Linked DNA regions of Sus scrofa: all the other regions are linked to region 3. A link is a contact called in public HiChIP or PLAC-seq and promoter capture Hi-C data. All regions are on one chromosome and are shown on one strand. The core of a region is the stretch at or near the end of the contact, and the rest is flanking DNA. Distances in the headings are between cores, read along the strand shown.

Region 1 (6,340 bases), core at 2,161-4,660, 310 kb before region 3:
GCTATTCTGTCAACTTCTGTATTTATTCAAACTGTCCATGATAACGCTTTAAAAATAGGAGAGCAGCAACCTATGACTGAGTGATGTCATTTTTCCCAGGCTGCCACCTCCAGCTGCTTCAGCTAACTCAAGAGAGCCTGGGGCCTCAGAACCCTGGGCCATCCTGCACGCTGAGGCCCTGGGAGCCAGGGACCCCGCACCAGCCAGCCACTGACTTCCCACCCGGGTCTGAACACAGCTGTCCTGCCGCCCCGCAGGCTGGCCAAGGAGTCTCAGATGGCTGTAGGATGCTGATGACAGAGCAGCCAGGCCTGAGCCCCCCAGAGGAAGCTGCTGGAGACACCCCTAAGGCAGGGCTTCTGGGGCCCCTGGATGTGTACAACCTGACCCGGAGTCTCCCTTGAAGAAGCCAAGACCCACCCATCTCCCTCTCCCTGAGGGTGGGGCTTGAAGGGTTGACAGGCAGAATGGCAGGGCAGAGCACAGAGGGTGGCCTGGGGGACCTGGGAGTCTTAACATCTGCATCCGAGGTCCCAGCTTCCCATGGGGTCCTTGCACCCAGCCCTGCAGAAATCTCCCAGAGCAGCCTCCGGGTCAAGACGGTGGAGTCTCCTCCACTCCCGATCCACCTGCCTCACAGGGTCCCTCACCACGTGCTGCAGGGCGGGCAACCCCGCCAGCTCCGGCCAGCCACCAGCCCCCAGACTCCCAACAGCCAAGACCAGAGCCTAAGGGGACACACGCAAGGCACACAGGCTCAGGCTCCACGGCTGAGCCCGCAAGTCCGCAAGCTGCTGCAGGGTCCTGGCCAACCCACCAGTTTATTTTCCGGACGGTTCCTGGAGGTCTGCATGGCGCCAGTGATGGGGAAGCCGGAACAACCAGAAGGAGCAGGAGCCTGCTCCCTGCCCCCCACAGCGGCTCCCAGCCCATCAGCCAGAGGTAACGGCGTCGAGAAACAAAGGGTGGGGGGTGCGCCCAAAGCAATTCTGCGGTACCAGCTGCAGGCAGGAGTCAACCAGGACGGCAAACACTTCAGTTGTCGGGGAGCAAGACCACAGGCCCAGGGTGGCCCCATGATGGCCATCCGCCACCCCTGGAGAAGCTGTTCTACCCCCCAACAAAGCCTCAAGGACACACCATCCAGAAGCGCCCACCCGGTTCCAGCCCCTCAACATCCAAACTCGTCTGAACACTGACCACAAGGGTCCCCCCCCGCCACCACCACCAATAAAAGGCAGCCACACACCAGAGTCACCGAAGGGACAGCACAAAACCAAATCCCAGGTTTAAGAAGCCTGGGGATGTTACACGCACCCCAAGGAATTCCAGCAGCCAGGGAGCGATGGAGTCCTGGCTTAGGTGTCTGGAAGTACCCAAACAAGGCCACAGGGATGTGCGAGTTCCGGCTGTGGCTCAGCAGTAATGAACCCAAATAGAAACCAGGAGGATGCAGGTTCGACCCCTGACCTTGCTCAGTGGGTTAAGGATCCGGCGTTGCCGTGAGCTGTGGTGTAGGTCGCAGACGCAGTTCTGATCTGGCCTTGCTGTGGCTGTGATATAGGCTGGTGGCTACTGCTCCAACGTGACCCCCAGCTGGGGAACTTCCATATGCCACACAAGCAGCCCTGAAAAAGCAAAAAAAAAAAAAAAAAAAAAAAAGGCCACAAGGATGTGGACCAGCAGGTCCTGAGCCAGTCCCCATCTCTGGGGACAAATGTCTGCAAATCTCAGTCACCTGCACCCTTTGCAAGCCAACCCTGAGCTCCTAACAGTCAAATGCTGCCTCTGCCATGTACTGGCTGTTACTTGTGCTTGTGCAAATCATATCGCCATCACCTCTGGCCTGTTTTTTCCCCTGCAAAAGGGGCATCTTTGCTGTACCTCCAGAGGGTTAAGCATGACGGTTCACAGGAGTTCCCCTTGTGGTTCAGTGGTTAACGAATCTCATTCGTATCCACGAGGACAGGGGTTCAATCCCTGGTCTCGCTCAGTGGGTTAAGGATCCCGAGTTGCCGTGAGCTGTGGTTGTAGGTCCCAGATGAGGCTCAGATCTGGCATTGCTGTGGCAGTGGTGTAGGCCAGCAGCTACAGTTCTGATTCCACCCCTAGCCTGGGAACTTCCATATGTCGCGGGTGCGGCCCTAAAAAGACCAAAAAAAAAAAAAAAAAAAAAAAAAAAGCTGATGGTTCAAAAGAGTTTGGCACAGGCCAGGGCTGGAGACAAGCTCTCCATAAAGACTTCCTGTTATTATTTCTTCCAAAATGCAAGTCTGCTAATGGTGTGTCAGCATTTTACACCCCTCCAGGCCTTTGCACACATGGTTCCCTCCTCCCGTCACCTAAACCCAGTTTCCTTAAGTATCAAACCAATTCTCAAACATCCATCGAACCCTTGTCCACCTCTTCCGGAGAGCCTTCCCTGCCGTCCACACAGACTTCTCCATCTCCTAGCGTCCTTCTCCAGGGCTCCCAAGTGCTGGGTATCCCTCCAAGCCAAGCTGCATCCTATTAGGCTCTGAGCAGCGTTGAAGTGCTCGTGGTCCCTTGCCGGGACCTTCCCGCCCTGCGCCCACACGATGCCAAAGGCCCTCAGTCAGTTCGCATTAGCGGAGTCCCACCGAGTGAGAAGTCTCCGCCCGCACAGAATCTGGGATGTTTCTGTTTCCCTCTGGCTGAGGCCAGGCGGGCTGAGAGCCGGCTGCGGTCCCAGGTTTTCCTTATTTAGTCGGGCCGACCTCACTGCGCTGGAGCCTCGCCCTGGGAGAGGCCTGGCCCGCACTCCGTTTCCCCTTCTGCAGGCTGGGGACGCGCCCACGCCCTGCGAGGCCCGCCAGGCCGGCGGCCTGCCCGTGCGGCCTCTCCCGGGAGGGTGAAGGCGCCCCGAGCCCCGGCAGGCCCCGGCGGCCGCGAGTCCTAGCGCAAGCCGGGCGCCATGGCAACCGCCTCACCAGCGTCGCAGGGCGGCGGGTTACTCACAGCGCGGTGGCGTCCGCGGGGATGCGCAGCGCGGGCCCGAGGGTCCGCAGTCCGAGGCCAGAGCAGTTGACGCGGCAGGCGGCGCCGGGCGCCGGGCCGCAGAGGCAGGGAGGGGCGCACGGTCCGCAGCCGCGCCCGGGGACCCCCGCCAGCGCCCCGAGCCACAGGCCCAGGCCCAGGGCGAGCGCCAGGCGGGCGGGCGCGGCGGGCGGCATCGTCAGGACAGCGCAAGCATGGCCCCGGACCGGTCCCGAGGCCCCGAGCCCGCCTGGCCCCGGCGACCGCGGCTCAGGCGCAGCCCGCGCAAGGCATGGCTGGGCGCGGGGCGGGATACGGCAGCAGCTGCGGCCTGTCTGCCTGCGCGACGCCTGCTCGGTTCTCCGTCCCGGCTCCGAGTCCTCCGCGGCCCGCTAGCGCGCTGGCGCTGCAGTGCGGGCTGGCGGCCGGCTCCTCCTTCTCCCGGCGCGGCGCGGGGGGCGGGACGCTCTTAGGCCCCGCCCCCCGTGCGGCAGAGCCGGGCGCGGCCGGGGCGGGGCATCAGGAGGGTCCGCCCTTCGCTCTGCGAAGGGGCCATCCGCGCGGCCGGGGCGGGGCATCAGGAGCTCCGCCCTTCGCATCCAGCTGCAGGCTCGACAGCGAGGGCCCTCGCTCGGTGCCCTTCCCCTCCGCCCGCGGCGTCCGCGCCTCCCAGACCTCAGAGCCCAAGCAGTCACAACACTGAAAACACCAGCCGGAACCTCCAGTGCCCTCTACGAGCGCTCATCCACTCCCAGCGCCTATGTCCCTCTCCACCACCTCGGATTGCCGAGCTCCTGGCACACAGTAGGCACTCAATAAATGCGCATCGCGCCCTCTCAGGGAATTGCCAGAACGTCGGCGAAGTATGACAGCTGGTTCTCCCTGGCACGGAGGTGAAGCACAAGGTGGGCCTCACCTGGGCAGGTGAAGGGCAGCGTTCGGCCGGCCATTCGCCAGCCCCTGGGCAAGAAGCTGAGTTCTGCGCACCTGGGTGCTTGGGACCTCCCACCACCAGGGCAGTTTGCCCCCTCTTTCCATGGCGCAAGTTCCTCAGTGCTGCGGCTCTGCCCAGGGAGCTTTTGCGCCCAGGATGTAATTAGGGAACTAACGCACGTGGTGCTAAGAATTCAAGCTGAATAACATGGACGAACTCTGAAAACATCCTAGATGCCAGACATAAAGAACCACATATTATAGAAATCCGTTTATTAAGCGGGGGGGGGGAAGGTTTGGGAGTTCCCACTGTGGCTCAGCAGAAACAAATCTGACTATTATCCATGAGGACCTGGGTTCGACCCCTGGCCTCACTCATTGGGTTAAGGATCTAGCGTTGCTGTGAGCTGTGGTGGAGGCCGACAGCTGCAGCTCTGATTTGACCCCTAGCGTGGGAATCTCCATAGGCCCCAGATGTGACTTTAAAAAGACAAAAAAAAAAAAAAGGGAAAAAATGAAATTTGACAGATCACACAACAGGTAAGGAAGGGGCAAACCCAAGCTTTTAATTCCAGATAATAAACTGATGAGATCCAAGGTCTCAAGATGAGTGAAGATGGACCCATAATAAACAGTGATGCCAAATGAGCAAAACAGATTAATCAACTAAAATGCAAGTTTTTTCCTTTTGTTTTTTCTTTTGAGGGCCACACGTGCAGCATATAGAAGTTCCCAGGCTGGGGGTTGAATTAGAGCTGCAGCTGCCAGCCTACACAACAGCTCACGGCAATGCCTGATCCTTAACTCACTGAGCAAGGCTAGGGATCAAACCTGCATCCTCATGGATACTGGTTGGATTCATCACCACTGAGCCACACAGGAATTCCCCTTTTTTCATTTTTTAAAGTTTTATTGAGGTATGGTTGATAAATGCAATTGTTTTAGAAGGGATTTCTGAAATAGAAAAGATTTTTTATTTTTATTTATTTATTTATTTTTTTTTGCCTCTCGTGTGGCATGCAGAAGTTCCTGGACCATGGATCAGACCTGTGCCACAGCTGTAACCAGAGCCACAGCAGTGACTACACCAGATCCTTAACCCTCTGAGCCATGAGGGAATCCCTAGAAAAGATGTGCTTAGGAGTTTCTGTCGTGGCTCAGGGGTAATGAATCTGACTGGTATCCATCAGAATGCAAGTTCGATCCCTGGCCTTGCTCAATGGGTTAAGGATCCAGCATTGTCACTGCTGTGGCTCTAATCGCTGCTGTGGTGGGCATTTGATTCCTGGCCCGGGAACTTCCACATGCTTTGGAGATGGGCAAAAAATAATAAAAATTTTAAAAGAAGAAGAAAATAACATATCTAGAAATGAAATTCTGGGCTATTTCAACAATTCCCACGGTGAGTCAGAGGAAATAAAATGTGGCAAAGATCCTGTTTGATGCAGGGAGGGGGATGCTGGAGAAATGTTTAATTCTCTCTTTTTCAGGCACACCCACGGCGTGTGGGAATTCCCAGGCCGGGGATGGAACCAGCACGACAGCAGCAACCTGAGCCTCAGCAGTGACCATGCCAGATCCTTAACCCACCTAGCCACCAGGGCATTCCTAATTCTTGATAAAATATTAATTTATGTTTTTATTTTTTATTACTCAAATTTACACATCTCTAGTTGTATAATGATCATAACAATCCGATTTCACCGGATTTCCATCCCACACCCCAAGCACATCCCCCCACCCCCCAAACTGTCTCCTCTGGAGATCATAAGTTTTTCAATGTCTGTGAGTCAGCATCTGTTCTGCCAAGAAGTTCAGTCTGTCCTTTTTTCAGATTCCACATGTCAGTGAAAGCATTGGATGTTGGTGTCTCATTGCATGGCTGACTTCACTTCGCATGATAATTTCTAGATCCATCCATGTTGTTAAAAATGCCGGTATTTCATTCCTTTAAAACATAAATTTAAAGGCTTTTATTAGTAACGATAATTAAAAATTTTTAATAAAAATAATTAAACTATTAACATAAAATACAGGGGAAAATTAGAGTTTGGAGGGAAGAAACAAGAAAATCTGGTCAGCCCAGGAAAGAATTACAAAAGGAAACAATGGGGAGTTCCCACTGTAACAGAGTGGGTTAAGGACCCAGGGCTGCCAAAGCTGTAGCTCAGGTTGCAGCTGTGGCTCTGATCCAATCCCTGGCTTGGGAAGGTCTGTATGCCACGAGAGTGGCAAAAAAAAAAAAAAAAAAAAAAAAAAGGAAACAATGGATCAGTATATTCATCAAAATACAGAACGAGAAGTTTCCTGGTGGCTCAGTGGGTTAAGGATCTGGCATTGTCACTGCTGCGGCTTGGGTAGCTGCACTGCCCAGGTTTGATCCCTGGCCTGGGAACTTCTGCATTCTGCA
Region 2 (7,201 bases), core at 93-2,592, 410 kb before region 3:
CTTTGGCAATGACGAGGCCTCTCCCCACGGTCACACACCCAGGCCCAGGCTCTGCCTCTGCCCCATGGCTGAGGGCATTGCCACAAGGAGGTCGGTTCAAAGGTCAGAGGAAACCCCCTCAGGTGAAACTGGAGCTCAGGACAACGCCACCCCAGGTGGACCCAGGGGAGAGAGGGCCTGGAAGGTCTGACATACCTCCGCTCTCTCTGGGCCAGGGCCAGCGGCCAGACCTCTGATCTCCTGCCACCTGACCGCCTTCCTGGCTGCTGCCGGCCTCACCACTCACCTCCCCTCGCTCATTCCCAGCCACCCAAAAGCTTCCAGCCCTGACACCTTGCATGCGTGCTCCCGGCTTTGCCACCTTGCCTTCTCCTCCCACACCCCTGCCCGTGGAGCTGAGGGAGGAGGCCTGGGAGGCTTTGCCCCGAGAGCTGCTGGGCCACCTTTCTTCAGCTCTGTTACTCAGGCCCTCTGTTTTCCGTCCCCCTCACTCCTTCTCTTCCCACTCTGGAACTGCCACCCGCAGGTCTCAGCTGGCCCCTGCTGTTACCCACTTCCTTGCTCCCCGCCCCCCTCGTTCCTTGGATGTTCTGTTACTCTAGACGGAGAGCCTCTCTCGGTACTCCTTCGGCTCCTTTGGTGCTTTCGGGCCTCCTTTGTTATTCTGGGGTGTGGTGTTCCTGGCCCCTGGCTGTGACCATGTCACTTAGTTACCCGCCTTACAGCGGTGTTCTGTTCCTGGCCACCGGCACTCACGGGCTGAGTGCTGGGCTGCAGGAGGCAGGTCTACAGAAGGGGACGAGGTCACTAAGCTTCCTGAGCCAAGCGGCCAGGGGTACCTGCCTTCCCTACCCCTTGGTCTGGGGGTCTCCGGACCACCTCCGGCCACCACCCTCTCAACTCTGGTGTGGCCTCAAAGCTGTAGCCTGGCAGGTCCTGGGTGGTTCTGGCTGCTATGGGGTGATCCCTGAGCCCCATCTGGGGTGGTATGTGGCGGCTTCCACTCCACACCCACCCCCACAACCTGCAGGGGTGGCAGTACTAGGTGGGGTGCAGGGGGGCCAGTCACAGGCCACGAAGGCAGCCTCTGGACAGACAGAGGGAGGCGGCTGGCCCCAAGGAGGCTGACCGAAGGGGGGCGAGACAGAGAAGGACTGGGGGGGGTCCCTGGCCCTGCGGCCCCTCCTGGGGCCTCGCGGCGCGGGCGGAGCGCCGAGGCAGGGGGATGGCCGGGGTGGCTTGGACCCGGGGCGGGGGCGGCAGGGCAGAGGGGGCGGGGAAAGGGCGGGCGCGGGGGCGGCGCCGCAGCCAGATCCGGAGCCGGAGCCGGAGCCGACGGGAACCGAGCGGGAGCCGCCGAGGCCGCCGCAGGGTCTCCCGCGCCGCTCCCGCGCCCGCCCCAGCGCCCCCGCCTGCCCGCGGCGGGCGTGAGCGCCGTGGCCAGCCCGCGGCCGGCCGGTGGGCAGCAGGCGCCATGGCTGCCCCGGAGCCGCTGCGGCCGCGCCTGTGCCTCCTGGTGCGCGGCGAGCACGGCTACGGCTTCCACCTGCACGGCGAGAAGGGCCGCCGCGGGCAGTTCATTCGGCGCGTGGAGCCGGGTTCCCCGGCCGAGGCGGCCGCGCTGCGCGCCGGGGACCGCCTGGTCGAGGTCAACGGCGTCAACGTGGAGGGCGAGACGCACCACCAGGTGGGTGCCTGCGCCCCGCCGCCCCCCATCCCCGGAGCGCGTCCCTGCCCCGCGCGCGCGCGGACGGCGCCAGGGACCACCGGGCCGCCTGCGCCCGCGCCTCGGCTCCCCCGCCGGGGCCAGGAGGGGTCGCACAAGGGCCTACGTGGGCTCCCGGGGACAGGCGGGGGACGTGGCCACCGAGGCAGCGCCTCCTTCCTGGCCTCCCCCCGCCCCCGTCGGTTCCGCACCGCGGAGGTGGGGGGGATCCTGGCAGGGAGGGGCCCGCAATGCGGCGGCTCCTCCGGTTCTGGCCCTGGCTCTTGAGTCTTGTCCGGCCTCCGTACAGTCTGTGCAGGAGTTGGTGCCTCGGGGGTCTCCGTGTGCCTGGGGTCCCCGGCGCTTCTCTGTCAGTGGGGACACACGCGCGCGTGCACTATGGGTATGCGTGTGAATGTGCAGGTCCCTCTGGGGATCACCCTTGTGTGTACCGTGCGGGGTGTCGCGGTGAGGGCACACTTGTGTGTGTCTGCATCAGTTAAGTGTGTGTGTGTGTGTGTGCTGGACTGTGTGCACGTGAGTATACAGGTCTGCACTGCTTAGATGTGTGTGTGTGTGGTGGGGTGCCTGACCTGGGTTGTGTGTATCTGTCTTGGCCCGGGTGTCTGCCTGCTGGTGTACTAGTGTGTGTCCTGACGGTTGGTGTCTGGGTCCTGGTGGGCGTCGCTGCTGGTGGCAGCACATTCCTGTCCTAAGAAGCTGCTGGGCAGCCTGGTGGGGGGTGGGGGTGTGTGTGGGGGGCGTCACTGGCTGTACCCCCCGGCCTCCTGCAGCTGAGGGGAAAGGCCAGAGGGGGAGGTTCTCCTCAGGTTCTGATCCCTGGGGGGTGTCTGCCGCCCACTGACCTGGGATCACCTGGCTTGGGTCCTGTCCTCCTCCACCCCTTCTGCTCAGGATCCCCGCGTCCCCCAGCACCTGTCTATGTGGCCGGCCCTGGGGCCTGGAGATGTGTAAATTGGCTCTTGGCTGGGCTGGGAGCCGAACCGCTTCTCTTCTGGAGCTTTTGTCTGCCCATCTGTCTGCCGGCCTGTTCTTTACCCCGAGTGTTGGCAGGATGAGGCTCTTTGCTGCCGGGGGTGTGGGGGTCGGGGCCGAGGTCTGGGATTGACAGGCCAGGGGGCGGGCCCCGCGCAGCTGGCGCCTGGCCTCTGTTTGACATCAGCTGCCGTCTTCTCCAAGAGCGAGGCTCACCCCAGGCCTCCCTGGGTGTGGTCTCCAAGGACTTCACACGCGGGACCACGGGGAGACCTTCCCACTGCCCTGGGGGAGAGGAGGTACCATCATGGCTCCCGTTCTGCAGGCGAGCAAACCGACAGTTGCAGATACTGGGTGACTCACCTGGGTCCCACTGTCAGGCAGCATCGGGCTGCTGGGGTCCTGTGACGCTGAGGGTCACAGGGGGAGAGAGATACAGAGGGGGCCGGGGCAAAGGTGGGCCTGGCTCGGACCCTTTGCTCTGTTGCCATCTACTGAGAGGCTGGTGCGGGCCCTGTCTGTCGTCCGGGCCTTGGGGTGGGCGTGGGGGTGTTGCTCTTCCTACCCAGTGCCCAGTGGGCACTGCTTCTCCTGCGGGCACACACAGGCATGAAGGCTCCATGGCCGTGCACATGTTCTAGATGCTTCCCAGACACCTGCGTGAGCACGCCTGGCCCACAGGTGGACCTGCTCCTCCCTAGCTCTGCCTGCCGCGTCTGAGTCCCGCTTCCTGGGTTGCGTGCGGGCGCCTGAGGAGGTGTTTTGCCACAAGCACCTAGGTGTTCCCTCTGCAGGTCCAGCAGGAAGAGGCCCATGATCACGGTCTGAAAGAGAATGGAAGGCTTAGACGCAGGTTCTTCCACCGGGGGAGGCAGCCAGGCACAGACACACCGAGCCTGGGACCCAGGGAGACCCTTCCCCCCGCCCCCCCCCCGCAAACCCAGACGTGCAGACGGGGAAGCCGAGGCTTAGCCGAGCCCCGCGATTGTCCCTTCCCGGCCCCTCCCCAGAGAAGAGCCTGCGCCCAGGCGAGGCCCCCGCAGCCCCTGCAGCCCTTGGAGCCCGGCCCGCTTCGGCAGCCCCGGGAGAGGAGGGCGGGAGCCGCCGGAGCTGGGGGTGGGGGGAGGAGCTGCGGGCCTTGCGGTCCAGCCGCCCACCTGGCCCGGGAGGCTCAAGGCCTGCCCCCGGGGTGCTGCTATCCATGTGCTGCCTGGGGTGCTGGCCGTGACCGGCTCCCGCCTCCTGCCCGTCGCAGGTGGTGCAGCGGATCAAGGCTGTGGAGGGCCAGACGCGGCTGCTCGTTGTGGACAAGGAGACGGACGAGGAGCTCCGCAGGCGCCAGCTGACTTGCACCGAGGAGATGGCCCAGCGAGGGCTGCCGCCTGCCCTTGACCCCTGGGAGCCGAAGGCGGACTGGGCGCCCGCAGGCAGCCTCAGCGGTGAGGCCGGCCAGAAGGTACGGCGCCTCTGCCCACAGGGATCACCTGGCCTCTCCCAGGACCGCCTTCTCGGCGCCTCTGGTCGTCTCCACCAGTGTGCGTCTCTGGACCCCTCCTGGACCCCTGGTGGCCACTCTCTCGGCCACTTGGAGCCACTCTTTCTGTCCTCGGCCTGTGTTCTAAACCGCATGGGCTCTGGGCAGCCTGGACCTGGTCCCTGGCCCCCAGGAGGCTCGTCATCGGAGCCCCTTGTCCTTGGAAGGGTCCCTTTGACCAGCCGCCCCCTCCCCGGCCTTGGGGCTGAGGAACCTGGGGAGGGGCTGCTGGCGTGTGCTCAGCTCTGTGCCTGTGGTGGGTGTCTGTCTGTCCAAGGAGCCTGCTTGTGCCATAAAGACTGGAGTGGGGGCGCTGGCCCTCCTCTGTGGGGGCAGCTGAGGAGACCCTCTGGGCTAGGTCCGCAGCCGGGGGCTCTACAGGCATTGGGGCGCTTCCCCTTCTCCCTATGTCCCCTCCAGACAGGAAGCCTTGCTGGGAAAGCACTGGGGTGGGGTCCAGGGGGCCTGTTCTGTCTCTTTCTCAGTAGCTGGGCCCGGGGGTGGCCCGACCCCTACCGGGACAGCATCTGGAGGTCAGGGGAAAGAGCTGCCTGCCCTGCCCCCACGACTTTTATTTTCTTAAAGAAGAAAATCCCTTAAAAGGGGACTCAAATCCAGGGGTTACCCAGATCCCCCTTGGAGAACCCCGGCCTAGGGCTCCTGGAGGTATGAATTCTGAACTTTCTGGGTGTGCGGGGGACCTGGACATCTGTCTTGTCCCTTTCCCCCATGCCTCCCGTGAACTGGGTCTTGTGGGGCCTCAGGCTTTTCCTGGGGGATGGGATTCGCAGCAGAAAGGCAGCCTGGGCATAGGCCTGGGCACAACCCCTGTGACCCCTGTTGTTTTCTGTGGCTGGAGGGCAGGCTCCTGGTAGTAGTCAAGGCCACGGGGCCAGGTCCTGGAGTCTGGACTTGGCCCTGGGGCCCCTGAAGGCCAGAGGAGGGCTGTCAGGGTCAGATCTGTGATTTCAGGGGGGCCCTGGGCCGGTGCACTGGCTGAGCCCACCTCGCAAGCTGGGGCTGGAGCGGCCCTCCTTCCCCGGGCACCTCAGCCCGGGAGGAAGCCCCCCACCCCCACCCCGGCGCTTGTCCATTGATTTAGACACAAAGCTGAGTTCACCTTCCTGTGGAAAAATCTGCCCGCGGGGCCTTATCTGGAGGGTGGGGGCACCTTGTCCTTGGGTGGGACCTTCCCCTCCACTATTTCAGGCTCTGGGGGCTGCAGGAAGCTGGGGGAGGGGTCTTCCTCTGGGCATATTTTTAGAGTAACAAAGTGGGACCCGCCTGGCAGGTCTCCTGGGGGTTGGGGCTTGCCCGGGCACAGGGACCCCAGAAGGTCAGGGGAGTCCCTGGGCACGGGGCTTCTCTTCTCCCTCCCAGACAGAAACCTGGACATTCATTGGCTGAGCTCAGAGCTTTAGCAGCAGGAGCTGGGCCTGCGCTGAGCTCCACAAACCAGGCTTAGCCCCCACCCCCCAACCCCTCTATCCCCCACCAGGCTTAGCCCCCAATCCACTGCCATCCCCACCCCTCCATCCCCCCTGCACAAACCAGGCTTAGCCCCCCACCCCTCCATCCCCCATCCCCCCTGCACAAACCAGGCTTAGCCCCCCACCCCCCACCCCTCCATCCCCCATCCCCCCTGCACAAACCAGGGTTAGCCCCCCACCCCCCACCCCTCCATCTCCCATCCTTCCTCCACAAACCAGGCTTGGCTGCCCCCCCACCACTGTGGGCTGTCAGGGATTCTGGGAGGATGGGGCTTCCTTGTAGAGCTGTGCCCCGAAGGGTGACAGCCCTGGGACAGGAGAGCTGGGGGGGTTGCTTTAGTGCAGGGTGAAGGGCCACCCTCTGTGCCCTGGAGGGATGGGCTGAGGTGGGTGCCAGGGCCCTGTGGGTCCCTCTGGCCCTCTCAGCCTCAGTCTCCTCCTGTCCTGGGCAGGGGGAGGTGGGGCAGGCAGGGGACATGGATGTGGCTGGCCCCTCCCTTTGGGGCCTGTCAGGGACTCATCAGTGGTGACTCAGCCTGGGGTTCACACTGGGCTGGGGTGGCTGCAGCTGCAATGCAGCTGATCCTGACAGTGACAACTGCGACCCGCCCCCAAACACAGCCGGGGCTGCGGGGGTGTGAGGGACCCAGGCCCTCCAGTGCTGCGGCTCCGGGGCTGAGAGTGGTTGAGGTGACAGCGTCCTGCGGACAGTGACTGCCTGGTATAGGACCTGATGCCTACGAGAGGGCTTTCTGGGCTCCCCGGTTTCTGTGCCCCGTCTCCCCATGAGCTGCAGCGGGGCTGTCTTATGTTTGGGGGCCAGGGTCTCCTATCTGCCGCCTTGTCCCCCCAGCCCTGGGTCCTGGGAGCAGGGCAGGGCCTCCTAGCAGTTTCCTTCCTTCCTTTCTTGGGACGGAAACCAGGCCAGTGCAGGGCGCCGGGCTGGAGCTTGAGCAGGGGAGGGGGCCTCAGCCACCACCCTGTTCTCCAAGGTGACTCAGCCTTAGGTCCCCACCCGTCCCTGGGGAGCCTGGGCCACGGTGGGAGGTGGATAAATGGGGTGGCCGCCTGGGCTGGCCAGAGAGCTCAGGCCACTGCAGCTGGACGCAGGTCGCCTGCCACTTCTGTCCCGCCTCCCATGGCCCGCTCTGGGACTGCCACGCCGCCCGCCCCAGCCCCGGGAGCCCCTCCACAGGGCCCAGCTCAGGGGCTTGTGCAGGTCAGGTGGGGTGGGGGCCGGGTGGGCAGTGAGGACACCAGCAGCCAGCCTGTGTCCCTCAGGCTTGGGAGAGGGGACTCTGGGGACACTGGTGGACCTCGGGCCCAGTTGCAGGCTGGACCCGGAGCAACAATGGGAGCCTTTCTCTGCTCGGGCTGGTGAGTCACCATGTGTGTGTGTGGGGGCACAGCCTGTCTCCGGGGGTACCCCCACCATCTGGGGGTGCCAGCCTCTTTGTCTGGTCCCAGGCATGGCTG
Region 3 (6,693 bases), core at 6-2,505:
GGGGCAGGGGCAGGGGCAGACCCAGACTCACCAAGAAGGGTCTGAAAGCGGGTCTGAGATTCCATCGGGAGGACCAGGCCGGCGGAGGTGACCCCACCACCCACATGGAGAAGGCTGATGACAGCTACCACCTGGGTCACTGGCGGAGAGTGCTTCTGTGTCGGAACAAGGGCTTGGAGCTCAAGGGAGACCCAGGACCAGATGGCAGCCACCCAGGGTGCCTGAAATGGAGGGAACAAAGGGCAAAGGGATCCAGAACTGGTGGGTAGAGATAAGGCAGCTAGTTGGGGTGCCAGGAGGGCCACATGGGATCATCCGGGCAGTGCCAGTCCCAGGCCAGGCTGCCTGCTGGGCTGAGAGGAAACCTTTTACTGCTGCCCCAGAAATAAGGGCAACCCTGCATGTGCGGGACTTGTGTGGGACAGGCAGAACAAGGACCCAAGATGTAGAAATTTGGGGAAGACTTCTCAGGTCGCAACACCGACAGGGCGCCAAACCAGTCATGCCTACATTTTGAAGGGCAGAGACAACCCCGCTCCTCAGCTGCAGTCTGGGTCCTTGATACAAAAGAGGGAACAGAGGCGGGTAAAGGGGCTCCTTGTCTATGGAAGCCAGGGTAGCAATCACCGATTGCCAGGTTGGGGACTGGTAGGTCTGGAGCAGACGGAGGACGGCGTCTAAGGGTTGGGGAGACCCGAACCGGGAACACAGGAAGGCTCGGGCCAGAGACCAACCAGACAGCAGGGTGGCAGAGGCTTCCCTGGGGGCTGCCGAAGAGGCCGGCGCCCGGTTCACAGGATTTGGCTCCGCCTGCTCGGACCCTCGGATCGCCCCAGGAGGTATGAGCACGTGCGAGGTAGACCGCAGTCTTGGGTTTCTGGGGGCTGGGCCGAGAGAACGCCGTGGCCGGGCTCCACACAGAGAACGCAAAGAAAAGCTTCGGTCGGAACCGAATCCTGGATAGCGCAGCCGCAGAGGAGGCGGGGCACCACGAGCACCGCCCTATATGCTAACGAGGCGCGCCACTGTCCCGCCCCGGCCCAGGGACCGGACTGGCCCAACGCCGCGGGGTTCCAGAGGCCGACCTTGCCGGACAGCGCACCTGGGAAGGCCGAGGTAGGGCGGAGCGCTCGGGTCCGGGCCGGCGGGGTGACAGCACAGTGCGGGGGTGGCCAGCGGGCCTCTAGGGCGCCCCCCGGGCCATGACGCCCCCCCACCAGCGCGAAGTGGTACGGTCCGCAGGGGCGGGGCCCGAGTCATGTGACGCGGCAGCGGCCGCCATTTTGTTCTGCGGTGCTGGTATTTAGAGCGCAGCGGCTGACGGGCCGGATCCCCTTCGCAGCCGCTTCAGCGCTCGCTTCGCGCACCTCGCAGCCTGCCGCGCCCGGCCCGGCCTCGTCCCCGCCTCGACCTGCTGAGCTCGCCCCCTCCCCACCCGCAGACATGTCCGAGGCCAAGAGCGGCCCCGAGTACGCCGCCTTTTTCGCGGTCATGGGCGCCTCGGCCGCCATGGTCTTCAGCGGTGAGCGCCGTGGCAGGAGGGACCCGGGGGGTGGGGGCGCGCGAGGCTTGTGCCCGCTCCTCGCCCGGGGTTCGGCATGTGACGTCAGTGTGACGTAATTTCGAGCCGTTAGGGGGTCCCGGGCCTCACGTGACTGCGGGCGGGGGTCGGGGCCGCAGGGAGCCGTAAGGTGTCTGGAGCGCAGGGCGTGCGAGCTGGTTCCCAGTCCGGGTCCTAGGGTCTCCCGGGGTCCCGGGACCGCAGCCCGGCCAGCTGGCGGTATCGGTGCGGGGGTGGGGCGGCGGCGCCGCTGCCATCTTAGCCCCTGGAGAGGCGGGGGCAAGGCTGGGGTGGGGGCGCGCGGTCCTGCGCCTGCTCTGCACCCGCTCCCCCGCCCCAAATCCTGCGGGCAGGTGTGACATCACACCTAGTAGAGCTCCCCCGACGCGGAGCCGACCCCCCGTCCGTGGGCGGTGGGGGATCCAGCCCTGGCATTCCCCGCCAAGTGCACAGCCCTCGCCCTGTGGAGGCCTGCTCCCCGCCCCCCCGCCTCCCGGCAGGGGTCAGGTGGGTCTGCACCCAGGCTGGTGCTTCCGGTTAGGGCATGTCGGTGTTTCCCAATACTGAAGGCTGCGTGGGTTGGTTGGTTAGGGAAGCCTGGCTGAGGGGTTGGTCTTAAGAGCCGGCAGAGACCTGGGAGTGGGAGTGGAATTGGGGGCTGTGGGGGGCGGGGGTCATACAGGCAGAGGGGGCATCACGGATGTCTGGGGGGCAGGCCAGTGCCAGCACTGTGCGTGTGTGTGGACACTCGTCTGAGTGGGCGAGGTGGCGTGGAGCCTCAGCGTTGAGGGGATTGGGTCGTTTCCAGAGAAGGAACTGCTCAGGCCCGAATGAATGAATGACCTTTCTCCCCTTCCCTGAGGCCTGGAACTGGGAGGGGCTGCCTTCGGAATGCTGAGGGGCCTTCCAGGCTTCTTGATGGTCCCCTGGTTTTGAAGCCGAGTCTTCGCAGTCCTGGGGGTGTCAGATTCTGTGCAAATTGGCCAGTGTGGGAGAAGGGCACTGGGCCAGGCAGAAATGTGGGACCCAGGGAGTCGAGTCCTGACCCAGCTCCGGCCCCCGAGGACTGGTCTGGCCTGGTCTGGTCGAGGCCTCCTCGGGTAGGTCTGGTTTTGGGCTTTGATGACTCGCCCTGCCCCACCCTATGTGGTGGACTGCGGAGGCTCCCTGTGCAGGTATGTGGCGGGATTGAACTCCAAACAGCTCTGCTGACTATAAACACTGGTGGGGTGGGGGCTTGGGGGCCTCCCTCTGCCCAGACCTGCCTGCCTGTCACAAGCTGCTGAGTGAGCCATGCCCTTCCCGTCATGTGCGAATAAGGGGTCATTTGTGGTGGGAGCCCTGTCCGTACTTCCCCTTCCCCCGGGGCGACGCCCACTCTTTCCACATCCTCAGGAGCTGCCTGCCCTCCAGGCTGTCCAGCAGCCAGCCCTGTCCCCTTTTCCTCCAGCCTTTTCTGCTCTTTGCATCCACACAGCACCCGGGGATTGTCCTTTGCCTGGTGTCTGCCAGTCACCATTCCACAAATCTTCACTGAGTTCCAACTCTGTGCCAGGCACTGGGGACCGTGAGTGAACAAAAAAAGATCCCTGCCCACATGGAACTTGAATTCTGGCCGAGGTTGCCCTCGAACCCCTTTACCTGTGTTCGGCTCCTGGCCTCACTCCAGTCACCGGGGGCCTCTCTTCCTCACCTTTTAGAACTTACTTGGTACTTCTGAACGGGGCGTGACCAGCAGGTGTTAGGTCTGCCTGCCCCGTGCTCCTGGGAGTTAGGGCTGCCTGCTCTTGTTGGCTTGTGTGCAGCTTCACTGCTGTTCCCCTCCCCATGCGGGGCTTGACCTGGCCCCAGGGGAGCCAACGAGTCACTCAGCCAATTGGGTCAACTTCTGCCTCCGTTTCTTGCTCCAAAGGCTTGTCTTCATCTCAAGAACGGTTCTCAGGCCTCAGGTGTTGCTGCCAGGGCGCCTGCGCACTGCCTGCTGCTCCGGGCCCAGATCCTCCGTGGCCTGCCCAGCACTCGGCTGAATGAGATCCACTCACCCTGGGGCCTGCCAGTGCTGTCTCCCATCCCAGCTTCCCCTTTTTTTTTGTAACTTATGGCTGAAGTCCCTTGGAGTCTTTCCTCCTCACGCCTTCCATGAAGCTGTCAGCTGCTCCTTTTCCGTATTTTCTGTGACTTCCTACCAGCGAGTCTCCGGTGTTACAGGGCTGTGTTCTAGGAACAGCCTCCTGAAGCCCCTTTCTGTGCCCTGCTCCGTCTGGAGCCCCTTTGGGCTTGGCCCTGGGCGCCCTCCTGATGGTCGTCCTGGTTTCTTCCCTTGGTTCCCCTTGTTCCCGCCCATCCAGCCACATGCTCTCCTCACCGCCGGACTTCAGCCCGTCCCTGCCTTGCAGGGCTCGCTGCCTGGGATGCTGACCTCCTGCAGCTGTCTCTCACCCCAGGCCACCTGTCACCCGTGCCCTCTGCCTTGAGTAGGGAGCCCTGGCATTGGCCTGGTATGGAGTCTGCAGTCAGAGGCCCAGAACAGGAGCCTGAGGAGTTCTTGTTGTGGCTCAGTGGTAATGAACCAGACTAGTGTCCACGAGGATGCGGGTTCCATCCCTGGCCTTGCTCAGTGGGTTAAGGATCCAGTGTTGTCGTGAGCTGTGGTGTAGCTCACAGACTCGGCTTGGATTTGGCGTTGCTGTGGCTGTGGTGGAGAACTCCAATTCAACCCCCAACCTGGAAACTTCCATATGCCACACATGCGGCCCTAACAAGCCAAAAAATTAAATGCAAATAAAACCAACAAAAAGCCCCAGCAACCTACACTGTTGCTCCAGGAAAGGCTTTGTGAAGATAAGATGAACCCTGAAGGCTGGGTGTCTGGGCGCTTCAGGGGTGGCATGGAAGAGAGGCAGTGCAGGCCCCTCTGCCCCCATCCCTGCCTCCTTTCTCCCTCTAGTTTCTCCTTATTTGGTGCCACCTTGGTTGGTGTCTCTGTGGCCTGGAATCCTTGCCCCGTCGTTCTGTGACCACCTGCTCACTGCCACTCCTGCATTCAGCCCTCACCTCCCTTCCGAAGCACTTGCCCAGACCTCCCCAGTCTCCTGGGACCTATTTGCTGTGTGTGGAGGGGCTGCATCTGCCTCTTCACCAGGCGTAGGGCCCCAGGAAGGCACAGCCTCCTGACCTCACCCTGCTTTGTGATGGGCACAGAATAGTCATCTTTTGCAGCCCAAATAGGTGAGTAGAAGATGCAGCGGAATGACTGGGATTGTTCTGGCCCCTGCCACCTCTGACCCACATCAGCGTCTGCACAGGCAGCACAGTGGGGCCCTGGAGGGTAGGCAACAGGAGTGGGAAAAGCCCCCATGTTCCCTGTGGCTCTGTGTTGTGCTCGCAGTTGTCTTTGTAGACTTGGAGATAAGCCAGGAGAAGGGGGGCTTTCAGGAAGGCTGCCCACCCTGGAAAGAGGGAGGAGGGACAGTGGCAGAGAAGATGGATTCCTAGATGCCAAGTCCCCCACTCCCTTATTGGGGCCTTAGCAGAAGCTGTCCGGGCCTCGTGTTGCCTGGGTGACGGCCCCCAGCCCCTTGTCTTTCCTGTGCCCAGTTTTTTTCTTTTCTTTTCTTTTTTTTTTTTTTTTTTTTTTGATCTTTTTGCCATTTCTTGGGCCGCTCCCGCAGCATATGAAGGTTCCCAGGCTAGGAGTCGAAAAGAAGCCATAGCCGCCAGCCTACACCAGAGCCACAGCAACTCGGGATCTGAGCCGCATCTGCAAGCTACACCACAGCTCGCAGCAACACTGGATCCTTAACCCACTGAGCAAGGCCAGGGATCGAAACTGCAACCCCATTGTTCCCAGTCGGATTCGGTAACCACTGAGCCACAACGGGAACTCCGTCCTGTGCCCTATTCTTTTGGGCTCGTCCTTTCTCCAAACTCAAGGGTCCCAGCCTACTGTGTGGTTGAGGGTGCCGAGAGCGCCTTTCCTGGCAGAGTGCTCAGCCTGTGGCTGTGCACATGAGCCCTCAGGGCGGGCGGTGGTGGGCAGAGTGGGGAGGTGGCGAGGCTCTGGCCTGAGAGGGCAAGAACGGCCAGCCCAGCTCCCCCAAGCCTGTGTGGCAGTGGCTCTTCCACTGGGTGTGGGAGTGTCACCCACTGGACTGGTGGCCTGACCCTGGCCCAACATCTGGGCTCTTGGAGATACTCAGCTCATGCTTTCCAGGCCTTTCCTAATGTGGGAAAGTGCATGAGACAAAAGGTGCCTGGAATCTGTCAGGCTTCTGGGGCCCAGCTGTCTGGTTCCCCCTGTGACGGGGCTCCCGTACCTGTTAAGCTCCACCTTTTAGGGTGCAGGCAGCTGTGCCAGGGCTTCCTGGGAACATGGGACCTGGGTAGCAGGAGTGGGGCGTGCTGCTGAGCATGGGTTGTGTTTCCCAGGGGAGCTGGAGCCCGGACTGGCCTGACAGCCTTGGCCTCTGGAGAAGGAGCCCAGGCTGCACGGGGCCCCTTGAGGGCCCAGCCATCACCCCGCTCCACCTGTTCCTGGCTGGCTGGCACTTTCATCTTTGCCTTTGTGGGGGATTTTGTGTGGCCCTCAGGTATGCCCAAGGGTACTCCAGGGTCCTGGTCCAGGTGCCCTGGGCTGACCTTACCTTCCCCCCTCAGCCCTGGGTGCCGCCTATGGGACGGCCAAGAGCGGCACTGGCATCGCAGCCATGTCTGTCATGCGGCCAGAGCTGATCATGAAGTCCATCATCCCCGTGGTCATGGCAGGCATCATCGCCATCTATGGCCTGGTGGTGGCAGTCCTCATCGCCAACTCCCTGACTGAAGGCATCAGTCTCTACAAGTGAGTGCCGGCCGGGGGCTGAGAGGGCGCCTCGGGTGGGTGGGTGGGTGGGTGGCTGGTGGTCCAGGCCCGCCGCCCCCCTGGCTGCTGCCTGACACCCACCTCACGTCCTTTCTCTCCCCCAGGAGTTTCCTTCAGCTGGGCGCTGGCCTGAGTGTGGGCCTGAGCGGGCTGGCAGCCGGCTTTGCCATCGGCATTGTGGGCGATGCAGGCGTGCGGGGCACTGCCCAGCAGCCCCGGCTCTTCGTGGGCATGATCCTCATCCTCATCTTCGCGGAAGTGCTCGGCCTCT
Region 4 (6,642 bases), core at 3,923-6,422, 450 kb before region 3:
CGGTTCCTCGGGCCCGAGAACTCCCACGTAGTTGTGGCCTCGAACAGCCCCTGCCTAAAAGTGTTTGAGCTGCAGACCTCAGCCTGCCAGATCCTCCACGGCCACACAGGTCAGGGCACCAAGCCAACCAGGTCCTCATTCTGGCCTGGACGGATGACCCACTCCTTGCCAGAACAGACCTCTGACCGCCCGCTCCACTTTCTTCCAGACATCGTCCTGGCCCTAGACGTGTTCCGGAAGGGGTGGCTCTTCGCCAGCTGTGCCAAGGTTAGGCGCCGTAAGGAGCGGGCAGGGCCCAGGCGGGGACGCCCACCCCAGCCTCTGTCCTCACCCATCCTGTCCCCAGGATCAGAGCATCCGCATCTGGAGGATAAACAAGGCTGGATTGGTGGCCTGTGTGGCTCAGGGCTCTGGGCACACACACAGCGTGGGCACCATTTGCTGCTCAAGGTAAGTGGCTCAGGGCTGCGTCCAGGGTGTCCCAGAGGCACAGGCCCAGGCCCTCCTCCTAGGGGGAGGAGGAATAGGTGGCTTTGGCCCTGCTCTGTGAGCCTCCCGCCCAGGGATATGGAATGAAGGATGGGGTTGGGGGCACCCCCAGATGCCATTGTGGGGGTTCCGTAGACGTGGCTTTGAGGCTGCGTAGCTAAAGGCGGGGGTGGCGTCAGAGAAGGAAAATGACACTGAACAAACGCCCTGGTGGAGAGGGTGCTGTCTGGGGCCCAGAGTCCCGTTGCTGGGACTGGATCTGACAGCACAGAGGGCGGGTGGTGCCAGCAGGTGGTCCTGGAGCCGTGGGGTGACGCAGCAGTTCACCTTCCGGGACAGGCCATCTCTCTGGTCCGGGCCAAACTCTGACGGGCCTGAGCTGCGGTGCGCTGCCCACAGGGCAGGCCGGGCCTCAGCCGGCATCTCTCTCTCCCCCAAATTGGCCTCAGGCTGAAGGAGAGCTTCCTGGTGACGGGCAGCCAGGACTGCACTGTGAAGCTCTGGCCCCTCCCGGAAGCCCTGCCATCCAGGAGCACTGCCCCCGACAGCGGCCCTGTCCTCCTGCAAGCCCAGGCCACACAGCGCTGCCACGACAAGGTAACCGCCCACGGCACCCGGCAGGGTCGTGGCAGGGCCTTTGCTGGGCTGGGGGACTGAGCTGCCGCCTGCTTCTGTCCCCAGGACATCAACAGTGTGGCTATTGCCCCCAACGACAAGCTGCTGGCCACAGGGTCACAGGACCGCACGGCCAAACTCTGGGCTCTGCCCCAGTGCCAGTTGCTGGGCATCTTCTCGGGCCACCGGCGTGGCCTCTGGTGTGTCCAGTTCTCGCCCATGGACCAGGTGCTGGCCACGGCCTCGGCAGACGGCACCGTCAAGCTCTGGGCCCTGCAGGACTTCAGCTGCCTCAAGGTGAGCCGCCCTCAGCCCGCCCGGGTCCCCGCCCGGTGACATCTCAACACCTCCCCTCCCCCCGCAGACGTTCGAGGGGCACGACGCGTCTGTGCTCAGGGTGGCCTTTGTGAGCCGCGGCACGCAGCTGCTGTCCAGGTGAGCGGGCTGGGGGCCGGACCGGGTTGGGGTGAGCTGGGGACAGGCCCAGGGCTGAGCGCCTCCCGATGCCGACCCAGCGGCTCCGACGGGCTCGTGAAGCTCTGGACCATCAAGAGCAACGAGTGTGTGAGGACGCTGGACGCCCACGAGGACAAGGTCTGGGGGCTGCACTGCAGTCGGCTGGACGACCGCGCCCTCACCGCTGCCAGCGACTCCCGCGTCATCCTCTGGAAGGTGTGTGGGGTGGGGGCTTGGGGGGGCAGGGCCGCGTGGGGACACCTGTCTGATTCCAGTGTGACCCCAGGATGTGACCGAGGAGGAACAGGCCGAAGAGGAGGCCAGGAGAGAGGAGGAGGTGGTCAGGTACGTGGGGTCCCCCAGCCCTGCCCGCAAGTCCTGCTTGCCAGCGTCGGCCTCCGCAGCACAGGACACCGAGGCTCAGGGCAGCAGCGCCACTCACCCCAGCGGCCCTGTCCCCTGTTCCCTCCTCCCCTCGCCAGGCAGCAAGAACTGGACAACCTGCTCCATGAGAAGCGGTACCTGCGGGCGCTGGGCCTGGCCATCTCCCTGGACCGGCCCCACACCGTGCTGACCGTCATCCAGGGTCGGGGCTGCCTTGGGCCGGGCAGGTGGATGGGGGGGGTCTCCCGGGTCTGAGGTGCCCTTCCCGGGGCTCAGTCTCCCCTCCTCCCACAGCCATCCGAAGGGACCCTGAGTCTTGCGAGAAGCTGGAAGCCACAGTGCTCCAACTGCGGCGAGACCAGAAAGGTCTGGGGAGGGCGGGGTGGGGCTGGACGGTGCCTGCTGAGCCTGGGGTGGCTGGCAGGCAGGTCTGACCGTCCCTGTCACCCCCAGAGGCCTTGCTGCGCTTCTGTGTCACGTGGAACACCAATTCACGGCACTGCCACGAAGCCCAGGCTGTGCTGGGCATGCTCCTGCGGCACGAGGCCCCGGAAGAGCTGCTGGCCTACGATGGCGTGCGGGCCTCCCTTGAGGCCCTGCTGCCCTACACTGGTATGTGGGCTGCCTGGATCAGGGCGGGGGCCCGGCCGCCAGACCCGTGGGCCCTGACAGCTGCTGTCCCCCCCCAGAGCGGCACTTCCAGCGGCTCAGCCGGACACTGCAGGCGGCCGCCTTCCTGGACTTCCTGTGGCACAGCATGAAGCTGCCCACGCTCCCCGCAGCGCCCCCAGCCCTCTAAACCCCCAGAAAAATGGACTTTGATCTCTGCTCCCTGTGTCTGTCTGGGCTTTGTCGCACCCCAGGGCCTGGGCCACCGCCCAGCCCCAACCCTGGCTGAGACCCCACAGGCCCACAGAGCACCGCCACTGGGTGGGGGTCAGTGAGGAGAGCTTTACTCAGAGGACAAGTCCCTGCCAGCCAGGGAGTCCCACCCTGAGCTGCTCCTCCCACAGCCCCCCCACGAGGGTCACACGCACTCAAGGCGGTCCCTGACACCCTGGGTCCTGCCCCAGCGCCTTTCGGGTGATGGTGCAGCAGCGGCTCCGGATGGCACTCAGCGGTGGGTGGGCAGGCACGGGCGGGGGAAGGGCCTGGGCCTGGGGGGACTTGGGGGCGCTTCGGGCCTCGCCCTCCCTGTCCTCCCCTCCATCTGCCCCCGGGTGGAGCCGGGGCCCGCTGAGGAGTGTGCCCAGCCCGTCGGGCTGCAGTATCACAGCAGGAAGAAGACCGGTGCGGCCCTGGAACCTGTGGGGAGGGCGGGGCTGGTTAGCACCGGGTCTGCCCCTGGCCGAACCACCAGAGCCCTGCCCTGCCACAGGCACCTGCACAGCCACCAGCCACGGTCCGAGGTTTCCAGCACATGCACACGGGCCCCCACGGGCACTGACAGCTCATCAGCTTGGCTGCTCTCGTAGGCACGGGAGGCGCAGAACTGGGGCCCTGGGAATGGACATTGGTGGTTACCTGGGACCGGAGGCCCCCGCCCTGCCTCAGTCCCCACGCTGTCTCCTGCCACGTCACCATCTCCAGGCTTTCCCCTGTTCGTTTCTCTGCTGACACCAGGGGCCACGCTCAACCCACTGGGTCTCTGGCTCACTCTGGGGAACACACACGGCAGGGCCACTGTCACCACCCAGTTGTCCCACAGCCTCCCTCTCCTGGCTTGGGTACTTCTTGCGGCCCGTCCTTGCCAAACACGGCCCGGTGGTGGTCGTGGTGGGTGTGGGGAGGGGAATTGGTCTCACTGTGGCTCCCCAGGCGCCGATCCCCGTCTCGTCCTGGGCCGGGGGCCCCCTCCTCCAGGTAGGGAGAAGGAAACCATGCCGTCTGCTGGTCCTCGTTGACAACCAGCCACCAGCCTGTGCCCAAGGGGCGGGGTGCTTCAGATCCTGAGGCCTACTGGGACCCCAGGGGCAGAAGGGCGTGTCCCCAGACTCACCTGAGGGGTGTCGCAGCAGCACACCCAGGGCCTCCTGGGCCCCGGCGTAGAACGGCTGACCCCACACGTCCTGGGTACTGAAGGGCTGCAGGCAGCGCAGGCTCTGAGCCTCCAGGCTGTGGATGGCAAGGCTGCCTGTGGGGCCTGGTAGGGGCTCTTCCAGGGTGGGCAGGATCACCCGGCTGGCGAGAGCAGAGGGTGGGTGAGGTCTGCGGGACTGACTTTCCCTCCACCTTGCCTCCCCCATCCTCCAAATGCTTCTGCCAGCAGAGTCGGTGGTGTGGTGGGGGGGTGTCAGACACCTGCCAGGTGGTAGCGCAGGTTCCAGGTCTGTAGGTTGTGGCGCAAAGAAGCCAGTGAGTACTGGGCTGCGGGACACACGCTCTCCTGCTGCCAGCAGGGCCCTTGAGTAGGTCTCCAGAAGCCGCAGGCGCGCCAGGCCTCGGCCCGTGCGCCCCCGGTGCACCAACGCCGATGCATCTGGGGGCAGGGTGGGGACACAGCATGGTACCACGCCCCAGGGCCCCCCATCAGACCGCTGCCGCCCCCACCCCTGCTGGGATCCCCGCTGGCCTGACCAGGAAGCTTGGGGAGGATGCGGTCCGACCGCCGCAGCAGGCCCGCCTCCACCGGGAAGATCTCCTTGAGCGTCTTCTGAGGGCAAGAATGGGCATGTGGGTCTCTGAGGCCCCACTGGGTGCCCCTGCGAGGGTGGGGGACCCTTGCCAGGGTCTTGAGGGCTAGAAGCCCACTCACATGGAGTCTCCTGAACTCGTCCCAGCTTCTGCGTACAAAGGCTTCGCTCTCATCCGACCAGTGCACAGAAAAGGCAAATGTCTGGTGGAGGAAGGGGGGCGTCTTGGATAGACTGGGCTGGGAACTCCCTCCCTGCCCCTTGCGGCCGGCAGGTGTCCCGTTGGTTCCTACCTGGAGCCTCTCTGTCTGCACCAGAGCTGCCCCGCTCACGGACACCGGGTGCCGCGGGCCTGCCATCACTGGGGCCGCCCCGGGTCTCTGTCGTCAGCTTCTGGAGCCTGTCGGGTGTGGCCAAGGGTCAGTCCACTGCCTCCCCGCCTGCCAGGCACCCGGAAGACTGGAATTCCCCAGCGGTGCCCCAGCCCTGCCAGGTCTTGGCCGCACTTCCCTGCCCGACTGGGTCCTTTGCAGCTTCCTCACTGCACCCCTGACCTGAGGAGCGGAGGGGCAGGAGCACAGGGCCTGGGTGGGAGGAGAAGCAGAGTGGGGGGGCTGGGACTGCACCCTGAGGCCCTCCTATCAGAGGAGCCTGGCCTTGGGAGGAGGAGAAGGAAGAGCCATCAAAGTGCCGCCAGGCCTGGCCCCTCCCACACCCAACGTAGGGCCCTTGGCTCTGGCTTTGAACTCCCTGGGGAGCTGTCTGCAGTGGTCATCAGGAACCAGTGGCCCGGTGCCAAAGGCTTTAAGTGCTTTGGTGTAATCCTCTCTTTAGAGGAAAGGTCTCTCTGTGTTTTCTTCTTTAAAGGGCCGCACCCAGCGTATGGAGGTTCCCAGGCTAGAGGTCAAATAGCAGCTGTAGCTGCCAGCCTGCACCACCGCCACAGCAGCGGGAACTGAGGCATGTCTGCGACCTACACCACAGCTCACAGCAACACGGGATCCGTAATCCATTGAGTGAGGCAGGGAATGAATCCATGTCCTCATGGACAGTAGTCGGCTTCGTTAACCACTGAGCCATGATGGGAGGTCCAGGAGGAAAGGTCTCTTAACGTCCCCAAGTCACAGAGGAGGAATTTATGTTAAATGGCTATTAACTGTCAGGGGTTTTGTCTGTACGTGTTGGGGAAAGACAGACTTCACAGGCTCAGAGCATCAGTTCCCCTGCGGTGGACGGACCTGGGGCGGGATGTAGAGCATCCACCTCCAGGCACCAGCACTTGGGGGACGGGAGAGGTGGTGACTAGGACTCTGCTGGTTTGTTTTTTGTTTTCTGTTTCCGTTTGGCCACATCCATAGCATGTGAAAGTTCCTGGGCCAGGGGTCAAACCCTTCGCCACAGAAGCCACCAGAGCAGCTGCAGAGAAATGCCGAATCCTTAACCCAATGGGTCAGAATCCCCAGACAGGGTGTGCCCAGGTGCCCCGCTTCCCTGGAGGGGAGATTTTCGGAGTGCCATCCAATCCTGGCATACAGCAGTTCTTCCCACCGTGGGAGCTGCCAGCTCTGTGTTGGAACTCACCTTACCCCATGCCTATGAGGGAGGGGCCAGCCTCCAAGAGGTCCCTCCAGGGAGGCACCCTGGCCTTGACAAAAGGCCTTTGTAAGTCTGTCCAAACAGCAGCTCCCCCCAAAGCCCTCAAACTTTCCCTGGTCTTGGCACAGACAATGAACACCTGTGGATACAGACCTAATTTTTTTTTTCTTTTTTTTTTTTTTCATTTGTGGCCACCTGGTGGCAGATGGAGCTCCCAGGTCATGGATCACATATGAGCTGCAGTCTCCACCTAAGCCGCAGCTGTGGCAATGCTGGATCTCTGACCCACTGTGACAGGCCAAAGATTGACCCCAAGTCCTAGGGCTCCCAAGACGCTGCCCATCCTGTCACACCACAGCGGGAGCACCAACAGAGGCCTATTTTTGCAAAGTGCCTTCAGTCTAGCTGTCACACTCTTGCCAGTCTCAGTGGGGGCCACTAGCCTGATAGGGTACAGGGTGGGACAGAC

What was found. Promoter capture Hi-C pulls out the DNA fragments that hold promoters and counts their contacts. HiChIP or PLAC-seq counts read pairs in DNA pulled down with a chosen protein or histone mark.
Region 1: an H3K27ac HiChIP or PLAC-seq map of alveolar macrophages shows a contact between it and region 3. The contact joins the promoter of PKD1 here to the promoter of ATP6V0C in region 3. A contact is called at or near these places in 1 of 47 Hi-C or Micro-C datasets (heart right ventricle) and 1 of 2 datasets of contacts at active chromatin or transcription factors (alveolar macrophages).
Region 2: a promoter capture Hi-C map of fetal liver shows a contact between it and region 3, with 2.3 times the contacts expected there. The contact joins the promoter of SLC9A3R2 here to the promoter of ATP6V0C in region 3. A contact is called at or near these places in 2 of 5 promoter capture datasets (fetal liver and liver) and 1 of 2 datasets of contacts at active chromatin or transcription factors (alveolar macrophages).
Region 4: a contact with region 3 is called in an H3K27ac HiChIP or PLAC-seq map of alveolar macrophages. The contact joins the promoter of NOXO1 here to the promoter of ATP6V0C in region 3. A contact is called at or near these places in 1 of 5 promoter capture datasets (fetal skeletal muscle), 1 of 47 Hi-C or Micro-C datasets (liver) and 1 of 2 datasets of contacts at active chromatin or transcription factors (alveolar macrophages).

What each region holds. Positions count from the first base shown.
Region 1 is chr3:39,846,679-39,853,018 of Sscrofa11.1, reverse strand. It overlaps PKD1 (polycystin 1, transient receptor potential channel interacting), which reads right to left and starts at 3,410. Exons shown (of 46, transcript NM_001246202.1): 1 at 2,980-3,410. The coding sequence starts at 3,194. LOC106504252 (a long non-coding RNA gene) reads right to left here. Exons shown (of 7, transcript XR_001303294.2): 7 at 5,819-5,878.
Region 2 is chr3:39,946,965-39,954,165 of Sscrofa11.1, reverse strand. It overlaps SLC9A3R2 (SLC9A3 regulator 2), which reads left to right and starts at 1,342. Exons shown (of 7, transcript NM_001137639.1): 1 at 1,342-1,687; 2 at 3,957-4,157. The coding sequence starts at 1,475.
Region 3 is chr3:39,533,266-39,539,958 of Sscrofa11.1, reverse strand. It overlaps ATP6V0C (V-type proton ATPase 16 kDa proteolipid subunit), which reads left to right and starts at 1,255. Exons shown (of 3, transcript XM_003124744.4): 1 at 1,255-1,522; 2 at 6,218-6,401; 3 at 6,527-6,693. The coding sequence starts at 1,444.
Region 4 is chr3:39,985,870-39,992,511 of Sscrofa11.1, reverse strand. It overlaps NOXO1 (NADPH oxidase organizer 1), which reads right to left and starts at 5,172. Exons shown (of 7, transcript XM_013987816.2): 1 at 4,871-5,172; 2 at 4,700-4,780; 3 at 4,522-4,597; 4 at 4,246-4,423; 5 at 3,944-4,125; 6 at 3,327-3,444; 7 at 2,872-3,249. The coding sequence starts at 4,936. The coding sequence ends at 2,982. TBL3 (transducin beta-like protein 3) reads left to right here. Exons shown (of 21, transcript XM_021086786.1): 10 at 1-109; 11 at 209-267; 12 at 347-450; 13 at 939-1,086; 14 at 1,171-1,401; 15 at 1,469-1,539; 16 at 1,620-1,776; 17 at 1,847-1,905; 18 at 2,043-2,146; 19 at 2,239-2,310; 20 at 2,398-2,556; 21 at 2,634-2,773. The coding sequence ends at 2,743.